Linked DNA regions of Mus musculus: region 2 is linked to region 1. A link is a contact called in public promoter capture Hi-C data. All regions are on one chromosome and are shown on one strand. Each heading gives the region's core, a stretch centred on a gene start, on an enhancer-like site or on the middle of the called end of the contact. The rest is flanking DNA. Distances are from core to core; before and after follow the strand shown. Region 1 holds the start of Ywhab (tyrosine 3-monooxygenase/tryptophan 5-monooxygenase activation protein, beta polypeptide). Region 2 holds the start of Zfp663 (zinc finger protein 663).

Region 1 (3,494 bases), core at 449-2,948:
TGAACTCTGGACCTTCGGAAAAGCAGTCAGCCCTCTTAACCACTGAGCCATCTCGCCAGCCCTACACAATGCACTCTTAATCTCATTCAAGTTAAAAGTTGTTGTACTTGGTTCAGGACTGATGTGGTCTGCATCTAAAGAACAAATGTCTGTACAAAAGACTTGAAAATGACCTTTATACCCTAGAAAGTCTGTGTATACACACCCAATCTGAAGTAGACAGCCACTCCATAGTCCCAGCTACCATATAGAAATGTAGACAGCAGTTTTCTGTCCATAGAAATCTGATTTGTATGGTTCTGAGTTCTATAAGAAAGCAGGCTGAGCAAGGCAGCATCTCTCCTCCATGGCCTCTGCATCCGTTCCTACCTCCAGGTTCCTGCCCTGTTTGAGTTCTTGTCCTGACTTCTTTGGTAATGAATAATTTGGCCGTGTAAGTCAAATAAACCCTTTCCTCCCCAGCATCACAGCAATAGAAACCCTAGCTAAGACAGCAGCTAACTCAAAGTGTTTATTCATTCTGGAACAGTACATTGGGAGGATGGGGAGTTATATAAATGAACTGGGGTGCTGATAATGGGTAAGGACAGAGCTCTGATTGTCTCGCCCAGGGAACTATTAAGTCGGAGCCATCAGCGATGGGTTTCAAAGCAGCGGACACAGAATGACATTGAAAAGATCATTTGGTACTTGATGGGGGCAGGGCTGGAGAGTCAAGCGGTGAATTTGAAGTCTGTCATTAAGCTAAGTGAGGGTAAAAGGAGAAATGACAAAGGCCTATTACTTTGTTCTTTCTCTAAAAACTGTAAGCTTCAAGACGCAAGTCTTGCTGTACTCCCCAGCACTCTGAAAATTGCCACACGGAATTTGTGGGAAATGAACGAAGGCGTGGTGGTGGAGGTATTTTGAAGGGCTAGACTTAAGGGTCAACAGGCTTGAGTGAAGTAGTAATAAAATTTAGGTAACACTGAAAGCCGTTTGGGGATCCCAGGGTTCTGTCTCTGACGATTTCCCTTTGAAGGATACTTGGGGACCAGGGAATCTCAACGAAGAACTGATGTACACTGGTTTTTTTGTTTTGTTTTTCTGTTTTTATTAAGACCTTGGAAATGTTCTGTTCCTGGTACTTCATGAAGCGTCCTTGGTCTAGGAAAAGAACAGTAAGTACCTTTTAGGACTGAAAGGTGAACTAACTGAAAATGGAGGGCTGTCTGTTCTCCTTTAGTTACAAGCATTCCCTTAACGCACAGCTAAAAGCACTGCTAGGCTCTCCGACCCCGTGAGAATTATTTTCAGGGTTGGGTAGGAACAGACGATCCTAGGCTCAACCAAGACCGCTCCAAGCTTCCGAACCCTGCCCTCCCGGAGCCCGCCCTGTTCTCACACATCCCAGCCCTGGGGCGGCCACCTCGGCCCCGCCCTCTCTTCTTCCTCCTTTTCCTGCTCCCCCGCCCCACTTCCTTTCCCTGCGTCCGCCCCCTCCTCGCTCCCACCCAGGCTCTGCGTCCTCCCACGACCGCTCCCTCTTGGTCCTCCCTGACATCCCCTCCTCCTGGCTATCACCGCCCTTTTCAGGAGGACGGAGCAACCCCGTGCCTCATTCACCCAATGAGGAATCGACTCAGGGTGGGGCGGGACTTGGGCTAGAGCGGAAGTGGTGGCCAGAGCGGAAGTGCAGCTGCCGCCGCCGCCACCGCCGCCGCCGATTCCGGAGCCGGGTAGCCGCCGCCGCCACCGCCGCCACTGCCCCTACGGTCGCTGCCACCGCCGCTGCCGCCAGCCCCGCCTGAGGAGTGAGCCCGGGAAGGACGCAGTCGCTGCCCTCTGATCTTCCCGGAAGCGCCTTTGCTCCCTCCAGTCCTCCGCGGTGAGTGCGGCGTGGCTCCCAGGGGCCCCAGCCCAAAGCCCCTTGTCGGGCTGCGGCCAGGCTCACTGTCGCCGCCAGGCTTACTGCCGCCCCTCCCCGCTTCCGGCCAGGCCTGCGCCTCCGCGGGAAGCCCGGGCTTCTCTCTCGGCGCGCCGTACGGGGTGCGGCCAGGCCTGCGCGGCTGGGGACCGCTGGGCCGCAGGCTCCCCCCCTCCGGCACCATCTCTGCTCGGCGCCGCCCCTGCCTGCTCCCTTCGGGCCCCGAGCCATCCTTCTGGGCCTGTCAACCTCTCTCATTCTTTGTGGCTTTCAAAAATTGAAATGTTAGTCGAAGGCGGGCGAGTTCCCGAGCCGCGACGCCCCTGCCGCACTCCCCTGGATGAGTAAGGGTTTAACCTTGGCGACAGCTGGGGCGAATCCCTCTCCCACTTTGCAGTAAAGCTGTTTCATCATCGCTGGTGTGGGAAACCCAGCTGGACCCGAGATTCCCTGACAGCAGGGTTGAGGTTTGAATTAAGAAATGGATTTATCTGAACCTTTCACTGACTCAAACCGGATTCCCAATGGGGTGGGGGAAGATCAGGCTGAGAATTGAGTCTTTTCTCTTGATATTTGTCGTCTTTTACTGCCAGAATCTCGTGTGTCCATGCCCCAAATTCATCCATACACTTTTTTGTGGCATATATATATATATATGTGTGTGTGTGTGTGTGTGTGTATATGTTATATATTGTTTGAAATTTGTCTAGTAACCTCAGTGTTTGAGGAAGGAGTAGGCAAGATGTGGACCCTTTTTTGCAAGATGAGCGCATCTGGGTCTGTTGCAAATGGAGAACATGCGTGCATCGAGGATTCCAAAGGTGGCAGCGTTGGTGAGAATTTGCCAACCTCTGTAAAAATGCATGGCTCATGTCCTTGCCTTCAGTACATTTTCTCTGGTGAGACTAGATAGCACTGGACTCTTGATTTTACTTGCCTGGTGTGGGAGGTGGAATCTGGCAAGATGTTACAAATCTCTAAAATCCCGGGAGCCGGTGCAGAAAGGTGTAGCGCTTAAGAGAATATGAAAATTACATTTCTCACTGTATCTCAGGTGTTCCTGTGAAACCATACAGACACACAGTTTATGGGACTGAACACGTGCTTACTCAGCATCTCACATCTAGCTGCTGGAAATTTATACGAATATTACTGGGATCTTGGTGGATTTCTCTTGACTGCCTCCAGTGCAATCCATTTCTTTGGGTTGCCCGAGTCTTTTTAAAATTTTTTTATTTTATTTTAAGATCTATGTCCTTAGCATTATATAGCCGGCAGATACTGGTTTGTTTGTTTGTTTGTTTTGTTTGTTTGTTTGTTTTTTTCATCCCCACCCAAGTTAGAATTTTAAGCATGACCTTAGAAATGAAAGGCTGGAAATTCAGTACTAAATGCTAAATTATTTTCTTAGCCTCTGCCTTCTAACTATAAGAAACCATTCACCCATCTTACAGATGAAGTCTTTATAAGAAATGAGGTGATTTGGCCTAAACCTCACACCTACTTACAGACTGAATATTCTCTTTCATCGGTGGCAAGTATTTGTGGACTGTCAGCCCCTGGAGTATGGCTCCTACCCTGTTATCTT
Region 2 (3,494 bases), core at 440-2,939, 1.4 Mb after region 1:
ATTGCTAATTTTGAAGCAGAGCAGCACACCTCCTGAACTGGGATTGGGCAGCACAGCCCTGAGGTCCAGCAGTGTGAGAAGCAGGTTATGGGAGGAGCTTCCAGGGGGCGGGGCCACCGCCTCTGCCTGCACTTCCTCCTCATATCACCTCCTGGCCATCTTCCAAGGTACTCTATGCCCAAGCGCTGCTTTTGCTTGCCTCCCTTGGCTGGCCTAACTCACTTCCTCCCTTTGGAAGGTGGCGCACGCCACTGCTGAAGGGCAGGGGTCTCATGGGGTGATGGTTCAGGAAGAAGGCTCTGCAAGGGCTTCACAAACTGAATGTGGACTCTGCCTGTTTCTTGGGCCTCTGTCCTGCAGCTGTGGTACACTGCAACCTAGACGGGAGGGGAGGAGGGAGGGAGGCGGAAGGGGAGGAAGGAGGGGAGGAGGGAGGGAGGCGGAAGGGGAGGAAGGAGGGGAGGAGGGAGGGGAGGAGGGAGGGGAGGGGGGAGTGAGAGGAGGAAGGGCCTCCCCTGGGGAGATTCCTGCTTCTGGTGTGTCCTTTTTTTCCCTCACAGGATCTGTGATCAGAGAACTCTGAATCTGACTTCAAGGTACCCCGCCCCCTCTCAAGTGAATGTCCAGACCAATGGTGACACCACCCAAAATGAATTTGGAGGCCTCTTTGCAGACTTCAGGAGTTCTGTACCCAGCTGTCTGCTGGGCCTGGGCGCTTTGGTGATTCCGGTACAGGCTGAAAACTTCTGGAAGCCTAACTTAGTTGTCTGTAAACTGCAGTGGGCACAGACAGGTGGGCCAGGCAGAAGGGTGTAGAGGCTTTGATTGAGCCTCAGCCCTCCACCCTCCAGGCAGGTCCTGTGGCCCTTGGGGAGGAGCCATGTGAACCATAACGCATAAGAGGGAGGGGGAGGGAGGGAGGGAGGGAGGGAGGGAAACTAAATTGAACCTATCTTCCGATTTGGGGTTTGCATCCCAACTCTCTTCTGCAGACCACGCCCTTCGCCCCGCCCCCTCAGTCTTTCTTCTCTTTCGGAACTCTTTAACAGCGGCTTTTAGAGCCAAATGGTGCACAGGGCTTAATGAACAGGGCATGAAGGAAGACAGACCCCTTTCAGGTTCTGAGCAAATGCCACTATCCCATCGAAAGCCTATCTCAGGCATTGCCCAGAACAACCCGGAGGCAGGTTCAGGGAAGAACCCCTACCCGTGTACAGACAGTGGAGCAGAGTCTTAAGGTCCTTTTCTTGCCCGTGGGGACTCAGTAGTAGTGCTCGAATTTGAACTAAGACTCTGAAAACAGCCTTTTCAGCTACAGGTCCCTTGCTGCTCTTGGCCTACCTGACCAGGACAGGTGTCATCGGACTTTATCCTCATCCTATGATAGAGTGGAAGTCACTTGCCTGGAGCCCTCGCAAGCAGCTCTGACATCAGAATGCCTTCCCTAACTCACTTTGTCCCGACCACCAAACCCTGTCTCTTCTCCTTGGAGAAGCCCACCGCCGCCTGCGCGAAGCACACTCGAGGCAGGTGTTGACACGTAAGCCTCCCCGAGCCTGGCAATGCAACCCTCCAAATGGGCTCTCACCCTTAGGCGCGCCTGTCCTGGGGACCGGGTCTCTGAGCAGCGCGTAGACCCCGAGGATCTGAGGGTTTCCTCTGCGCTCAGCGGGACGCGGGAGTGAACAATGAAGATGAACTGCACATGCGCAGCAGAGATGCTAGGGACCCGTTCCCGCGACCCTCTTGGCCTCCATCACATTCCAGACTCCGTTCCCACGGCGCCCGCCCATCGGGCATTTTTTAATTAATAATTTAGAGTATTTCCAGTTTGATTTGAAAGTTGCCTTGCTTCTGTGACAGGCTTAAACCCAAATGTTCCTAAGAATGCCAAGTACCATGGATAAAGGTGAAAGGTCCATGTAAGATGCTAAGTGGGAGGAAAGAAAACAAAACAAAAAAAGAAGAAATCATTTAAAAAAAATCATCTTAGGAAACTAGGGGCCTGGGGAGTGGGGGTCGGGTGGGAGAGGAGCAGGGCATATACTACTGCATATTCCTCATATGGATGGGACCTGACATTCTAACCGTGTGTCACCAGGCACTTTATAGGAAACAGAAAAGAACTATCTCATTTAATCCATGGGCAGGGATCAACACTAGCGGCTCCCAAGGACTTGACTGGAAGTCTTGCTTTAGAAAAATGTCAAACCTTATCTAAAAAAAAAACAAACAAACAAACAAAAAAAAACAATAAGATTGGAAAATATATTTTGTAAGTATATGCATATGAAAGAAATGGTTTAGTGGCTCCATTTAATTATCTCTTACACATTTGTAAGAAGATCACAGTCCCATAAAAATGATCTATGGATACAAAGGACTAGTAATAAAAGGGAGATGCAAATGAGGAATAAATATGCAGGCGCTGGTCATAAACTTCAGATAAAAACTGCAAGTCTTTAAATACTTTTTTGCCTTCACAGTAGGTGAAGATTGTAAGGAAATATGATGTGCAGAGTGGCTGAAGTTTGGAGAAACGCCCGTTCTCATAAATATCTTCTTGGGATGTAATTCGCAGAACAATTGGAGGCCACTCTGAAGGAGTGTGTGCTTTGTTAACATGGTCATTCTCTCTCCAGGGCTGTGAGCGAAGGAGTTAAATCCAAAGATGGGTGGGCTCTTCTTGGTTTTTGCTGGTTGGAATATGCAGTGGTGGTGGTGTGTGTGGGTGTGTGTGGGGGGGATTGAGTTACAAAAACTATGAAAATCCACAAAGTGGGATATAGGTCAATTGTTAAAACCTACAATGTAGATTACAACATGTTAGTAATACACGGAAGTAGGTAGAACTTACAATGTAGTTTTAAGATTTATTTTTAGGGCTGGAGAGATAGATGGCTCAGTGGTTAAGAGCACCAACTGCTCTTCCAGAGGTCCTGAGTTCAATTCCCAGCCACCACATGGTGGCTCACAACCATCTGTAATGGGATCCGATGCCCTCTACTGGTGTGTCTGAAGACAGCAACACTGTACTCACATTAAATAAATAAATAAATAAATAAATAAATAAATAAATAAATAAATCTTAAAAAAAAAAAAAAAGCTAGCTGACCAGTGGTGTTCTACCATGGTGTCTGCCCTGACTCCCTCTGTGATTGATGGGACTCATAAGATAAATACAACTTTCATTATTTTTAATTGTGTGAGGATTCAAGGTTCTCTAGAGGAACAGAACTGATAGAATCACACACACACACACACACACACACACACACACACACACACACACGATTTATTAGAATTGCTTACAGGTTAAGTTCAACAATGTCCAGCTAACCCAACAATGACTGTCTACCAAAGGAAGGTCCAAGATTTCAGTTGTTCAGTAGACTGAATGCCTCAGCTGATCTTCAGTGCATTCTGGAACCCCAAAGAAGTAGGCTCTAACGACAGTGAAGGAATGGACTTATCAGTAAGAGCAGTCAGGCCAA

The links. Promoter capture Hi-C pulls out the DNA fragments that hold promoters and counts their contacts.
Region 2: a promoter capture Hi-C map of liver shows a contact between it and region 1, with 2.5 times the contacts expected there. The contact joins the promoter of Zfp663 here to the promoter of Ywhab in region 1. A contact is called at or near these places in 2 of 39 promoter capture datasets (both in liver).

Annotation. Positions count from the first base shown.
Region 1 is chr2:163,993,499-163,996,992 of GRCm38.p6, forward strand. Ywhab (tyrosine 3-monooxygenase/tryptophan 5-monooxygenase activation protein, beta polypeptide) reads left to right here and starts at 1,699. Exons shown (of 6, transcript NM_018753.6): 1 at 1,699-1,867.
Region 2 is chr2:165,367,047-165,370,540 of GRCm38.p6, forward strand. It overlaps Zfp663 (zinc finger protein 663), which reads right to left and starts at 1,690. Exons shown (of 6, transcript NM_001379474.1): 1 at 1,589-1,690. Gm29831 (a long non-coding RNA gene) reads left to right here and starts at 125. Exons shown (of 3, transcript XR_001783548.2): 1 at 125-167; 2 at 561-793; 3 at 1,313-1,605.